Regions from separate parts of the Mus musculus genome. Here regions 2, 3 and 4 are each linked to region 1. Evidence: chromatin contacts called from public HiCAR-type, capture Hi-C and promoter capture Hi-C data. All regions are on one chromosome and are shown on one strand. The core of a region is the stretch at or near the end of the contact, and the rest is flanking DNA. Distances in the headings are between cores, read along the strand shown. Region 1 holds the start of Pgbd1 (piggyBac transposable element derived 1). Region 2 holds the start of H4c4 (H4 clustered histone 4). Region 3 holds the start of H4c6 (H4 clustered histone 6). Region 4 holds the start of H4c8 (H4 clustered histone 8).

Region 1 (3,582 bases), core at 528-3,027:
TAGGTTGTATGGAAGCTAGAAATGTTCAGGACAAGGCCTAAGTTAGCAGATTGAGGTAATAAGCCTTGGAGACAATTAAATCAGGTAAATAAAGGATAATTTTACAGTGCTGGAAGTTCATTAGTAAGAGGCCAGCTATGAAAGTATATAAGAATTATACACTGGCAGAACATGTATTTATTAAATACAAATGAAAAGGAACAGCACATGTACTAATGTGAAAGATGTATAAAATATTTTAAGTGAAGAACAGCAATGCTAAAATGCTGTCATTTGTGGTTTTCTAAATTAATCCAGGAATACAGTAGCTCTTCTATAGCATCTAGAAATGTTTACTATCCAGGAATAACCCCTGAGTTAGCTTGCAGATCTCAATTCATTGTGGTGGTTACATAATAGTGTGGGTGTTCTTAGAGCCATGTTGCTTTAAAAACAAACAAAACAAAACAAAATAAAACTCCTTTGGATGGGATAAGCTGTAAGTTAAATGGATGACCACCGAACAGTTATTCAATTAACTAGGTCTATATAATAATGTCTCCATCAAAATTCAAAAGGCAGGATGTGGAGCTTCCAAACAGTTGGAGACTGATGCCTCCACAGAGGGCATAGAAGTACCACACCCCTTATTCGTAAACACAGGGATATCTATCCCTGCTTCACCTGAATCCTTTGCAATACGCTTTGTAACACGTCAGTAAGCATGTTTCCTGAGTTCTGTGGGATCTGAGCTCTGGGAGCAGTTAGTAAAAACCCTGATTTCCAGCCAGTGGGTCAGAAGCATAGGTAAAATAAAGTGGAACTTAGAACTGATGTTGAAAGTGGGAACCAGTCTTGTGTCTTGTATACACAGCATATAGGAACCATCCATCTGCACCGAATTAGAGAGCTGCAAACGGTGTTCAGAGAGGAAACTTTGCTTGCTTGCTGGTGAGGACAAACTTCTAGCGTCCTTTGAGGTCAGACTGCCATTACACACACACACACACACGCACACGCACACGCACACGCACGTACAAAACCATGGCAACCATCAGAAACTTCTCCTTGGGCTAACTTCAAACTCCCAGAATCCAATCTTACCTGCGTCTCCCGTTTAGTTTACCACCAAGTATATTAAGCACCTAATTATTTTCCATGAGTAAAGTTAATCCTAGAATAAAAGAAGTTAGTTCCTACCTACTAAAAAAACCATGGACTTCCCAGTTCCTCGAATTCAGGGTGACAGTTTTTTTTCCTGCTCTGTATTGGTCTATCCTTCCAATGTAAATTCCTACTGACACAAGACCTGCTCTGTACCTGCATAATCTATCGTGGCTACCCTCGAACCTAAAATAGGAATGGGAAAACTGAGCCACACAGGTGGCAACCGGGTGTGCACCTCTGGGTGCACGTACTCCGTTCTCCAGCTTCTATTGCAGATCACTGCACAGCCACCCCTGCTCCTGGCAGACCTCTACATAAACTAGAATCGCAGCACGTACCTGATACCCAACAAAGACCGGACGAACGTAATAGATGTACCTGTAGTGCCTTCGCCAGGGCTCTAACCTGCCCAGATCTACGCTAAAATTATATACGCCAGCGCCCAGCAGCTAAGGGTGTCTATTTGCTGCTTAAAAGTTTAGGGAACGTGTGCTACGAGGACGTGAGGATGTGCCGAAGCTCATGAAAAAAGCCTGCGACCAGAGCCAAGAGGCCAGAGCGCCACAGCCTGGCGGTTCTTGCTGTTAGTCTCCGAGCCCGCGACGATGAAGGTCGGCGGGAAGGAGTCCAAAGGGATGAAGGACAGGGGGCACTTCCTGCAGACGGAGCTGGGCACCGAGGGGGCACTTCCTGTAGTTGGAGCTGGAGACTCACTGGCAACTTCCGGCAAGCGTTGTGCTCCTTAGAAGCCTGGTGACAATCTCTGGTGCACCGGTGGAGCCAGGTCGTGGTTTTCCTGACCCGCACCTCTCCTGGTAGTTTCGAAGAAACCAAACACGCGCTCATTTCCGTAAATCATTTCAACAACAACAACAACAAAAAAAAAAAAAAAAAAAACCAAAAAACCCTGTAGGATGTACCTGAGGGAGCGCTCTTGCTTGACATACTTACTGGGTTCGGTCCCCAGCACCACAAAAGAAAAATTTTCCTAGACTGTCTTCCATAAAGACAAAGCTGAGTTGGCCTTTACAGGGTCTTGTGCGGACAGTCAGTTGGGTAAATACCCAACAAAGCCCTAAGGTGAGTATACAGATTTTATATGCGTGCAAAATCCCAGGTAGCTTGAATTCAAAAGTTAACCATATTTACTTCCTGTGTATTCGACTGGGAGATCATATGACAACTTGGAGCTCTCTTGCTTTGTGGGTCTCAAGGATTGAACTCAGGTGTGTTGGCAAGCACTTACTGGCGGATCTACCACCACAACCTTCCTAGAGATGTCTTATAAATTCTCAGGACATTTGGGAACGTTTTGTTCATCGAGAATAATAGCTTTTGAAGCACTTACGGAAATCAAAATGTAAGTTTGCACTTTATTATTTGGCTAAGACAGCAATCCTTTTTCTATAGCAGCTGAAAAATATTGTTGTTTTGAGTGTTTATGAACATCCACATGTGCATGTGGGTATGGAGGCCAGAGGTCGATTCCTGAGGCTTTTCTCTATAACTCTTCAACTTTATTTTTTAGACAAGGTCTCTTACTGAATCTTGGGGCTCACTGATGCAGCTACATTGGCTGCCAGCAAGCTCTGGGGATCCCCCACCCCCAGGGGGATTATAGCTCTATACTACCATCCCTACCACTGTCATAGGCATTTTACCAACCGAGCCTCTCCCAGACCCATAAGCATAAACATCCCAACAATATTCCGTTGTATAGGGTACAATAATTTACTTAACTATCCTCAATAATGCAGGTTTAGTTATATTCTTTATTAAGTAATGCTGTAGGAAACACCATTTAAAAATCTTTACTTTCTTTTTATAGCTTTAATTTTATTCAAAAATTACTTTGAAACTTTATTAACACTTTACAGACTGTTTACAATACTGTCAATATCATTATTTCCATAGAAAAGTATTCTCTTTACACTATCAATAATTATGTTTTTATGTTGCTTTAAATATATTTGTTGAGTAAATATTACACACACAAACTGACGAAGAATAATGTGCATTTAAAATTTTGATAGTTCTCTAATTTTTAAGGGCCATGCTGTTTGGAAGTAAAAGGAGAAGCTAAGAGAAAGGCCAGAAAAGGAACATCACTTTCACACAAACAGTGATGCATAAAAGGATGTTCCACAGTAGAGATGTAAAGCATGTTCTAAGACTGTGTTTCTTCTGAGGCTTAGGAATTACAAGGGTTACAATGCCTGTTACATGCACGTTTGGTGTGGATCGGAGTTAAACATGAAGGAGACTGATCACACGCTAACACTGTTATTTTGGGTGGTGTTGAGGACCTAACCTTGGTCCATGCCATCAGTTTTTAAGGCCATATGACTGCTGAAGTTGCAACTATCACATGCAAAGTGTGGGCAAAAGGTCCAAGAGAGGTTCTTCTCAGTTCAGCCAGTCCCTTTGTGCAGCTCT
Region 2 (3,582 bases), core at 436-2,935, 2.1 Mb after region 1:
GGACTGTGCCTCCAGTGCTCTCGGGTCTAGTTTGAAAGATTTCAAAGCTGATTTAAGAGGAATATCTAGTTTTACACAGAGGTTATTGGCCCATGACCTTAAAAACATATCCCCATTATTAAAGACACAGACTTGATTTAATCTCTGTAAGGTTTCACATCTACCCCTAAGAGGACTAAAATTATGTTTGCTATTTATTTCTCTATAAAAAACCTGTAAGAATAATTGAAAGACAAAAATAGTCATTTCCAAACTCTTGGACATCTCTAATAGATCATTTTAAGGAACACAATTTCATTTCTACAAGCATGGAGTCCACTCCTCCCCCATCCCCATCCACCAACAAAAGCTTATATAGCTCAGCCTATCCTCAAACTCACTATGTTCCTGAGAATTATCTATACCTGACCTTCCTGCTTCAACCATCCTATGCAGTGCTGGAATTACAACAGTGCATTGCCACCAGCCCATTGTAGTCCCCAAGATCAAACCCAGGGTTTTTATATGCATCAAGCACTTCACCCAGTAAATATTCACATGCAGTTTTAATGTTTCTCTATGAATCTCCAGAAACTCAGAGTCTTTGAATTCTGTGGCGCTCTTCTTGAAGAGTGATTCTAAAACATTGCTTTGGGTCATCCACTCATTCACAGAGCAGAAGAAACTGTTCTTTTCCTTTCTAGAAGAGTAATGCAGATGTGGAAAACAATACAGCATGAGTATTTACTGTATTAGCATTTTATGGAAGTATTTGGTTAGATATTAGTGTGTGACTCTTCATTAGTACATGAAACCACCAAATCCTTTGACTAAGAACTGTCAGTGTGAGGTGGGGGTGCATGCATGATATTTTGAGGTACATATAACTATGATGTGCTAAGGATAATAGATTTTCTGTGCAATGTTTATTAACTAAAAAACATACATGCAAGAAATCCTGAGATTCAGTGAAAGCATAGTAAACATAAAGAGCAGCCCCTTTCCCCCATCCCTGTTCCCAGAGCTCCTGATGTCTATGTGTAATTCAAGCAGAAGGCCCACACCTTTGGGATGCATATCCTTTACATCTTCTAATCTTTCAGCGCTACAGTCCTGTAACATTTTGAGGTTTTACTTCCCCCTGGTCAGCCTGAATGCTAAAAAAAAAAAGTTCAGATTCTTAGGCATACGTACCTAAGTCAATAAAAAGTCTCAGAACAGGAAATAGTAAGTGTTCTTAAAATTGTACTTAAAACCTTGGATTCAGTGGTCCTAAACCTTCCTGATGCTGGGACCCTTTACTACAGCACCTCATGTTGTGGTTACCCTCACCCATAAAGTTATTTCACTGCTGCTTAACTGTAATTTTGATACTGTTATGAATTGTAATGTAAATATCTGAAATAATACGGGGGGTGTCCCGATTTATAGGTTCACGAGACTAATAACATTACTTTCTATTTGGTCTGATAAAAGACAAATTTCTTTTTTCACAATACATAAATTGTCACTCTTGAGGGCAATGTGTTGAATTTTCAACTGCTGGCTCTGCTCTTGTCTTAGGACCCGCCTTGTCTCCTCAGCCTTTTCATAGGATAAACGCCAGAAGGGCGGGAATTGACCATGGTTCACGCCCCCTTCCCTTCAGGTTTTCAAACAGGTCCGCATTGGTATTATAAAAGCCAGGAAGGCCGCTTGTTACAGTCACTGGCTAGTGAGCTTCCTTCCTAGTTTGCTAACATGTCTGGACGCGGGAAAGGCGGCAAGGGTCTTGGTAAGGGTGGTGCTAAGCGCCACCGCAAAGTTCTGCGCGACAACATCCAGGGCATCACCAAGCCCGCCATCCGCCGCCTGGCCCGGCGCGGAGGAGTGAAGCGCATCTCCGGCCTCATCTACGAGGAGACCCGTGGTGTGCTGAAGGTGTTCCTGGAGAACGTGATCCGCGACGCCGTCACCTACACGGAGCACGCCAAGCGCAAGACCGTCACCGCCATGGACGTTGTCTACGCGCTCAAGCGCCAGGGTCGCACCCTCTACGGATTCGGCGGCTAAACGTACTCATTTATTTTTCTTCACCCAAAAACCAAAGGCCCTTTTCAGGGCCACTACCTTCTCACTTAAAGGAGCTGCTCTTAGGTGGTTTTCTGGAATGGGGTGGGTGCTGGGACTGGCTCGATACATAGTATCTGTTTAGGCAGGTCCACCTGTCTATCTTCAGTATTGATAGCCTAAAAGCAGGCCTGTTGTCTCATTCTTTAATGCTGACATTCTCAGGAGAGGGCTGAGGGTCAGTCAAGATCCTTTTTTCCAAGTCCCTTAAGGTATAGATGCTATCCTGTCTCAAAACCAAACCCTCTAATCAATCCAGGCCTTGGAAACCTAGGAACACTGAATTATGTTCAAGTTTTCTAACCTGGAGCTTTCTACAATTTCTTCCCCTCCCTCCTTTCATTCTTTCCATGTATTCTGTGTAATAGCCCTGGCCTGGAACTTACTCTATACACCAGGCTCACAGATATCTTCCTACCTCTGCCTCCCACGTACTGGGATTAAAATCGTGGTCCACCACACCCAGCTTTCTCTAACTTCCTAATCTGTAAAATAAGCACCAGAGATTGACGTGTAAATCTTCTATCTATTCCTCAAGGAAAACTTCATATGGTCCAGGACTTCATTAACTTTCGTCAGCATTATCAGTTGTTCCCAAAGAGTCACCAGAGAAGAAACATCAGTGTCTGCTAAGAACTTAAAAAATTTTTTTTATTTGTGTTTATATATTTCTTACCTTTATATACACTTTAGGGACTAAACTCAGGCCACCAGGCACACGGAGCACATGCTTTAGCTGTCCCTCCAGCCCTTCCCTCCAAGAATTAAAAAAAAAAAAAAAAAAGACCCAGACCTTGTAGTCAATAAAAACTTGGGTAAATATCTTCAGTATTTAGCTTCAGACCCTGGGACAAGTTAACATATTTTACATATCAAAGCGGACCTGGTCTCCAGGTTCTCCCAGCTTCCCACAGTCCCTATCTGGCACACCCTGCCCCCAACCCTGAAATTTCTAGCCCAGGGGATGGGCTGCCCTTCCCCCAGAGGCTCTTCCTTATGTAATTCAGACATTTTGGTCTTTCTGCTTTTTCTTTCCTCCCACATTTCCCCTTCTCTTCTCTCCTGGTGTATACCCCTTCTCTCTTTCTTTCCTCCAACCTCTGCCCATGGTGACTTCCCTGGCCTTGGGGCCAGTGAATTCTTCTGAGAGCAGCTTCCCAATAAACCTGCCTTTAATATAATCCAATCTGGCTTGAATCAGCTTATTTAGCTGGAGGAGAAGTAACTTACCAATCGATATGTCCTTCAACAAGCTCAACAGTCAATACTCACATCCACTTTTCTTTTGTTTTTCTATCTATTTTAAAGTAGAATCTTCTCTGTAGGCTGGCCAAGCCTCAATAGGAAGCTTAGGTAGAGAAAATTTGCACACAACAGAAACTGGAGGTGTCATGGGGAATTTCAACCAGTGGGAAAAGATTGAAAAACAAAACAATAACCAGAGAGGAACTGTATGAGGGTGGGCTTTTTGTTTTGTTTTGTTTTTCAGACAGG
Region 3 (3,582 bases), core at 433-2,932, 2.1 Mb after region 1:
AACTGAAGTTGAGGTTTTCTGAAAGCAAGCTCTTTCTAGTAAGTTTTAGATGGTGAATTGTTTACAGATTATGTTTAAAATCTACTAGGCTGAGAAGATTTCAAAGGTACTTTTCTCCAAAGCTAAGGCTTTGTTTGTAACTGTTATATGGGTATTCTTGATCAAATAATTAATCAAATCTAATTGTTGCAGATATTTAGAGGAAAGTCAATTTTGTCTTTATAGCTTTTAATTTTATTCATACTAAGTAATTGCTGTGTGTTAGGTTCTATAATTGGCACTGGCAGTACTTGGTTCAGGTAGAAAGGTGAAGGTTGAAAAAGACATTACATTCTTATGAGAACAAACCACACGTGTACAGATGGAAATTTCATTTGGAAGAAAAGATGTGTTGTTCAGTCTAGTTGGGAGTATAATTCATGGTTATGGATGAGGTCATAGAGGCAAGACAGATGTCAGATAAAACACAGGAGTTTGGGTTTTATTTTTTAGATGCAGGATAATCAGTTAAGAAAATTTTATTTTTGTACAAAAGAGATGAAAACTATTTAAAATTGCTTAAAAAACACTGCAGGGGAAAAGATAACTCATCATTAAAATAATTTGAAAAGGACCCAGAAAGCATACAGAAGAATGAGAAAAACAGGATGTGTGCCAGGAAGCATGTAATCTTGATATTGCTAAGTTAGGAATATAGGGTCACTAGTGTGCTTTTGGGCCCATCATTTTGACTGCGGGAGTGGTTGTGATCTCATGTATAGCAGGAGCTGTAAATTTGGAAGTCAACAAGCCATTTAGTAGTCGAATCCTTCTCAATGTGGAAAGCCTGGCTCATAGCAGGGTAACAAGTCTAAGTTGCTAAGTAATAAGGCCACTTAAAAAATATGAACCAGTCTGTTAACTAGTAATGGAGTTTTCCCTCTGGAGCAACGTTGTCAGGAAGAGCTGGCAGCCTTGAGCTTTAGCCCAGAAGTGAAACGTTAGGGTTGTAATCAAGGATACAGGGGAAAGAGCACACAGGTTAAAACAGCTCTTTAGGCCTAAGAATTTTGTTCATCATCTCTTCAAAAGTATCTTTTGCCCTTTGTATTTAGCACCTTCAAGGGAATAAGACTCAGCTTAAGCACTGGGAGAAAGCAGTAGACCTTGTCTGGATTTGATGTGTTATAATTACTACAAACTACTGGGGAAGCACTTTCATTGCCTAGATTTACCTTTTGAAAAGTCTCAGCCGCCATTTTGAACTTTAGGGACAGAACAATTACAAGTCGAGAAATGCAAACAGCTTTTTATGACAAAGTGGGTGGCCCTGAAAAGGGCCTTTGAGAAAGAAGCTCCAGGTGAGCTTAACCGCCGAATCCGTAGAGGGTGCGGCCCTGGCGCTTGAGCGCGTAGACCACGTCCATGGCGGTGACGGTCTTGCGCTTGGCGTGCTCCGTGTAGGTGACGGCGTCGCGGATCACGTTCTCCAGGAACACCTTCAGCACACCGCGGGTTTCCTCGTAGATGAGACCGGAGATGCGCTTCACTCCTCCGCGCCGGGCCAGGCGGCGGATGGCGGGCTTGGTGATGCCCTGGATGTTATCGCGAAGAACCTTACGGTGGCGCTTAGCGCCGCCTTTGCCCAGGCCTTTTCCTCCCTTACCACGACCAGACATGGCTATGGAGCACTGAGTTGAAATTCCTTAAGCGCCCTCTACAGCTGGTATATATATGGCGAATGCGGACCTTTTAGAGGACTGAAAAGGCGCGGGCGGGAAGGTGATTCTGTATCCGCCCCTCTAACTCACTGGCTGAATCCTATTGCTAGGCGGAAGGCACAGCCCCTGTGGCGAGGGGAATATGAGTTTTCCGCTTTTCTCTTGGAGTTCTTAGTCACTAGTTTGTGTCCTTCAGGAGCGTACTTGTAGGTTCTGACAACCGATAGTTTATAATTCTCCCAGCCACTCATCATTTTTAAAAAGGAGGTTGTTATCCATACACTTATCTACAAAACCGGATATAGTACAGTAAGGTTATCTTTTAGGTGGAAGATTTACGAAAATGTAACTTCTAAAATTTTGCAAGCATTATTAAATCTCACTTATGAAGCTCTTTGCATTTCTCAGAGGCTTGCACATAGCTCTGTTTTCAAGTCTACAAAGGGCACTAGTATTGATTGAATATATACTGCTTCCCTTTTTTTTTTTTTTTTTCTCGAGACAGGGTTTCTCTGTGTAGCCCTGGCTGTCCTGGCACTCACTCTGTAGACCAGGCTGGCCTGGAAAGATGGAGACTTGCTCAGAGTTGAAGATCTAATCTTTTTAATAAACGCTATTGTTGCTGGGGAGGACTTTTGTGTTTCATGACCGGTAGCCACCGTTTTCTTTTTAGCCTCTGTAGTACTGGTTTGAGCCCCATCCTTGTGTAGAGAGAGGCCATCTTGAAGATGTGCTTTGGCTATTGCTTGTGTGAGACGTTTCTATGATAATGGTAGAGAAACAAACAAACAAACAAAAAACCCAAAAAAACAAAAAAACAAAAGTAACTACCATGTACTCAGGATGTGCTTATCCCAATTACCCCACAGAACTTTTCTATGCTTCTTTCCAGAAAATCACCAGTCCTCACCCCACTCACTCTGTACATACCAGAATGCCAAAACTAGTGTGAGTACAGTGGGGTTAAATAGCACAGTGGATTCCTCTCCCCCACCCAAGGAACTCAAAGGTCACTTAAGGGAAACTAAGTTCAGGCTGTGAAGTGTGACATGACATCAGCTCAGCATATTCCTTCCTGCTGCCTAGTAAGTACCCCAGTGAAGCAGCCATATCCCAATTGCATTGACCTTGCCCTGAAACTTGTTGAGCACAGTTTCAGTTATCTAGACTGTAGATGGGGATGTATTTGCACATTGGAGAATGGGCTTTTCTAAAAAATCGAGGACTTAGAATACTCCTCAAGTATGCAAGATGCTATTTAGCTTCCACACACAGTTAAAAGGTGTTACAGAGGGGAGAGAGAAGTGGGAGGGGGGTTTTTAAATATTTAAAGGCTCCCATTTTAGAAAATGAACTTAATACATACTCTTTTGTACTTGGATGTGAGTTCCAAGTTGCCAGTATCTTCATGTAATGTCAACAGAAAGGGATATAAAATTGATAGCTCTAATTTTTATAGATATTTTGAGCACATTTGTCTTAAATTTGTCTTCTTCCCCATCTATTATGATTGTTTTCCTGTTACTTATTATTTCAGCCTAAAGTTGCCTTCTTCTCTTTATATATTTCTTTTCTTGCTACCTATTTATTAGCCCTATTATTTTCCTTCTGAAACAGTGCTTGGTTTCTTCATGTAGCCATAGCTGTCCTGGAACTTGCTCTGTAGATAGTCCTTAATTTCAGAGATCTACCTGCTTCTGCCTCCCAGGTACTCGGATTAAAGGCATGGACCACCACAACCAGGTTGATTTTTATTTTATACAACCACCCTTTCCTGTAGATTTGAAAGTCTCTAGGTATTAGAATACCCAAGAATGTGTCTCCCTGTAGAATACCTCATGAGGCTGTAATCTCTCACCTGTTACTATAGTAATGGTGTGCA
Region 4 (3,582 bases), core at 485-2,984, 2.1 Mb after region 1:
TCTTCTCCTTCGTGACAGTCTTTTCCTGTATTGTAGTCTTTCCTGTAATCCTAACTACACACGCATGTAGTTACGGAAGGACTTCCCCAAGTCACTGAACTGGTGGGTAGTTATGGGGCTGAGATCAATTTTATTCTTGCAGCTCATAAAGTAGTTCTTAAAAAAAATTTTCACTTTTTTTTTTTTTTTTTTGGTTTGAAGCAAAAAAAAAAAAAAAAAAAAAAAAGGCTGATCTTTACCTTTAACCCCCTCTGAGAAGAAATAAAGTCTTCCATCTCTACAGCCTAACAGGAGAGAGGCCTTTGGATTTCTGTTTTCTGATCCAGTGAAAAACTATTTTAAGAAGACACAGTACAGCTTGTTGGCAGAGGCAAGAGGAGCATTTCAAGGTCACTCAAAACAAAGTAACCCAAAATATCTGTACTGATTCTAGACTACTTACTATGTTTTTTTTGTGTTTTAACTTCTAGGACAGTGTGACATATAAAATTTGAACAGGAATCTTTACTGTGAGAGAAATAAAAAAAGACAGTGAGTACAAAACTTGAAAAATAAGCGTAGAGAATAGCAATAGCTTAGCAAAGATTTATCTTTGTGAAAGTGGAGACTAATGTCGGTAGCAGAAGTGGTTTTCTCAGTCAGACTTCAACTGAAGACCCCCACATCCTCCCTTAACTACACACACTTTTCTCAAAACACTACCTATTGTTGTCAAGATTAAGACTCTAGTAATTGCAAAGAATATCTATAGGGACTGATCAATGAATGTATTCCTACCACCAGACCCTTGAAAAATAAGGCTTTATGAATTATGTATAGAAGAAACTGAGCTCTGTTCCTCCACTCTTACACTTGTATTCACCTTCGTGTAGTGATTTTAGGTTTTATTGGGCAAAATAAATCTGACTTATTACCAAGAGAACACATGAGTTACCACTTGAGCGTCCATGTAAAAGTTCCAGTTCCGTTTTGCAGAGATCGATTTACCTCACGAACTTAACTTTAGGAGGAGGGAAAAAAGAAAAAAAAAAGTCCAGATAGCAGAGGATGGTTTCGATCCATCGACCTCTGGGTTATGGGCCCAGCACGCTTCCGCTGCGCCACTCTGCTACTTAAAGAGAGCCTTTCAAAATATTATACTTAACTTTATTTGCAGTTGGTGTTTCTCTACTTCATACAAAGGCCTGCAGGAAGGCACCTTCTAATTTTTGTCTACCTAAAGGCTAATATTTGTTGGGAATAATGTCGCTAATGAGTCAAAGAGAAAGCAAAATTTGGACTAGATCAGTAAACATTAACATACTAGTAAGTAATTCGACAAAGGAGAAAACAATACAGCGCGTCTTAGTGACCAACCACGCATTTACCTGCGCGAAGAGTTTGGGATCAGGTTTGTCCTTAAGTCGAGATAGTGGAAGAAATGGTGCTATTTTCTCCAGTGTTTAGTCCTTTACAGCCGAAAATAAAAACATGGGAAGCGAGACCTCCACATCAGTATTTGTGATCGCTTGGCTCACCAAAGATCTCCTGTCTTTCTAAATTTGTTACAAGTGACAAATATGTATTGCTAAAGAAACTGTTTAGTCTGAACTCGTTAAAATGGCCGGGAAGTCCGGAATGGGGACAAAGGACCCAGCTCAAGGAGCGAGTACAACGAACGTTGGTGACGTCACTAGGCATTGCCCATGCCAGGGGCGGGGCCATTGCAGGGGGTTTCAGTCTTCAATCAGGTCCGAAAACACTGCATATAAGTAATGTGCCTGTGCCTTCCACTCTGTTGAGGTTTTTTCTTCAGCAAGTACACCATGTCTGGTCGTGGCAAGGGCGGTAAAGGTCTTGGCAAAGGCGGCGCCAAGCGCCACCGCAAAGTGCTGCGTGACAACATCCAGGGCATCACGAAGCCCGCCATCCGCCGCCTGGCCCGGCGCGGGGGAGTGAAGCGCATCTCCGGCCTCATCTACGAGGAGACCCGCGGTGTGCTGAAGGTGTTCCTGGAGAACGTGATCCGCGACGCCGTCACCTACACGGAGCACGCCAAGCGCAAGACCGTCACCGCCATGGACGTGGTCTACGCGCTCAAGCGCCAGGGCCGCACCCTCTACGGATTCGGCGGTTAAGCGAATCTTGCTTCTGACCTACAAAACCAAAGGCCCTTTTCAGGGCCGCCCACATTTTCTTATTAAAAGAGCGAACATGTGTTTTACGTTTTGAAATGATTGTGCAACGTTAGCAGCGTTGTGTAAGTACGTTAATCGACTCACTATTCAGGTATTTACAATCCAGGTTGGCAAATTCTTAAATTATATTCGGGCAGCGTGCATTTATTGAAGTAGGAAGTATAAAGTTTTTTGTTTATATGGTGCAGGTTGCAAGGACAAAGCGCGAGAGCTAGCGGCTGCGCAGTTTGGGACTAGAGCGTGGGGCGGGCCTGAGTGCACAGCACCGACGGTGGTTGGCTGTTTCTGTGCTTTGGAGCGTCTGCGCAGACTGCGGAAATCCGGCGTGTCCTGGAGACCCATGCAGTGTGGGCTTTTCTGGCACTCACGGTGGAGAGGTGTTTACTAAAAAAGGAATGTTTCATTAAGGTTGGGCATTAGATAAAGTATTAAAAAACTGGTAGTTCTAATATGCAACTTTATGGGAACGTCCCGATTGTTAACATGTAGGAGTGCATTCGTGATGGATGTTTTAATAAAATCTAAGTCAGTATAGGCAGTTTTGATATTTTCGATGTGGTCTAAGTGTATCTTCAGGAATTTGGTTTCAGCCAAGAGTGATAAGATTTTAGAGTACTGTACACCGAAAGTTTGGGGCTAAATGTCTCCAAAAACAAAACAAAACGAAAACAAAGAAACCCCCCAAAAGTCAAAAGAAAAACTCGACAGAAAAGATGCTTTTCTTCATGGCCAGCAATCTACTTGTATGATTATACTATGAAATCACAGAAATTCAGGGTGTTAATGTGATGTTTATTTAACACTTTGTGTGTGTTACTAGGTGAATGAACAGTTTACAGGATTTTGGGTCTCCTTCCACCGAGGGATCCAACTCAGCTTAACAGGTTTTGCAGAAATACTTTTCCTCATTGTTCAGCCTTCTGACTGTTTCTCGTCATCGTCATCATGATACCACCACCACTTTTTTTTCTTTTTCTTTTTTGAGACCGTGTTTCTCTGGGTAGCACTAGATGCCCTTGAACTCTGTGGACCCGGCTGGCCTCGAACTCCAGATATACCCTTGCCTCTGCCTCCCGAGTGCTGGGATTAAAGACCTACCCCAGCACCTCCTGTTTCTCATCTTTACTTTTAAAGATTAGGGTTTCTGTGGGTAAGCGAAAAGTATCATATACTAATGGAGGTTAAGAAGTTGTTTGAAGAAGAAAATAATCTGAGGCTTGAAAAGAGTAATCTGAACACAACATGTGTCAGCAACTGTTCTGAGTTCTGGAATTTATAAGTATGAATAATTTAAATGTATATGGGTGTTTGTGCACCATGTGCCCAAGAAGGCTAGAAGAGGGTGCTAGATCCCCTGAAACTGGGGTTTAAGGCAGTAGTGAGCCACTATGTATGTGCTGGGATG

The links. HiCAR-type assays count read pairs that join an accessible place to other places. Capture Hi-C pulls out chosen DNA fragments and counts their contacts.
Region 2: a HiCAR-type map of astrocytes shows a contact between it and region 1, with 4 times the contacts expected there. The contact joins the promoter of H4c4 here to the promoter of Pgbd1 in region 1. A contact is called at or near these places in 7 of 39 promoter capture datasets (the 3T3-L1 cell line, 3T3-L1-derived adipocytes, cranial neural crest and 3 more), 2 of 115 datasets of contacts at active chromatin or transcription factors (astrocytes and double positive thymocytes) and 1 of 9 other capture datasets (liver).
Region 3: a promoter capture Hi-C map of pancreatic islet shows a contact between it and region 1, with 6 times the contacts expected there. The contact joins the promoter of H4c6 here to the promoter of Pgbd1 in region 1. A contact is called at or near these places in 8 of 39 promoter capture datasets (the 3T3-L1 cell line, cranial neural crest, frontonasal cranial neural crest and 4 more), 1 of 484 Hi-C or Micro-C datasets (B cells), 2 of 115 datasets of contacts at active chromatin or transcription factors (astrocytes and embryonic forebrain) and 3 of 9 other capture datasets (adipose tissue, macrophages and pancreatic islet).
Region 4: a contact with region 1 is called in a capture Hi-C map of macrophages, with 7 times the contacts expected there. The contact joins the promoter of H4c8 here to the promoter of Pgbd1 in region 1. A contact is called at or near these places in 5 of 39 promoter capture datasets (cranial neural crest, hippocampal neurons, liver and 1 more), 2 of 115 datasets of contacts at active chromatin or transcription factors (astrocytes and embryonic forebrain) and 2 of 9 other capture datasets (liver and macrophages).

The regions. Positions count from the first base shown.
Region 1 is chr13:21,439,276-21,442,857 of GRCm38.p6, forward strand. Pgbd1 (piggyBac transposable element derived 1) reads right to left here and starts at 1,778. Exons shown (of 5, transcript NM_001162920.1): 1 at 1,485-1,778. It overlaps Zscan26 (zinc finger and SCAN domain containing 26), which reads right to left. Exons shown (of 6, transcript NM_001347491.1): 6 at 2,905-3,582. 4930470G03Rik (RIKEN cDNA 4930470G03 gene) reads left to right here and starts at 1,196. Exons shown (of 4, transcript NR_151504.1): 1 at 1,196-2,226; 2 at 2,361-2,506.
Region 2 is chr13:23,579,883-23,583,464 of GRCm38.p6, forward strand. H4c4 (H4 clustered histone 4) reads left to right here and starts at 1,686. Exons shown (of 1, transcript NM_175654.3): 1 at 1,686-2,087. The coding sequence starts at 1,720. The coding sequence ends at 2,031.
Region 3 is chr13:23,549,986-23,553,567 of GRCm38.p6, forward strand. It overlaps H4c6 (H4 clustered histone 6), which reads right to left and starts at 1,683. Exons shown (of 1, transcript NM_175655.3): 1 at 1,301-1,683. The coding sequence starts at 1,658. The coding sequence ends at 1,347.
Region 4 is chr13:23,529,310-23,532,891 of GRCm38.p6, forward strand. H4c8 (H4 clustered histone 8) reads left to right here and starts at 1,735. Exons shown (of 1, transcript NM_153173.4): 1 at 1,735-2,169. The coding sequence starts at 1,806. The coding sequence ends at 2,117. It overlaps Gm11335 (predicted gene 11335), which reads right to left and starts at 1,619. Exons shown (of 2, transcript NR_167693.1): 1 at 1,368-1,619. n-TMcat9 (a tRNA gene) reads right to left here and starts at 1,110; the gene lies at 1,039-1,110.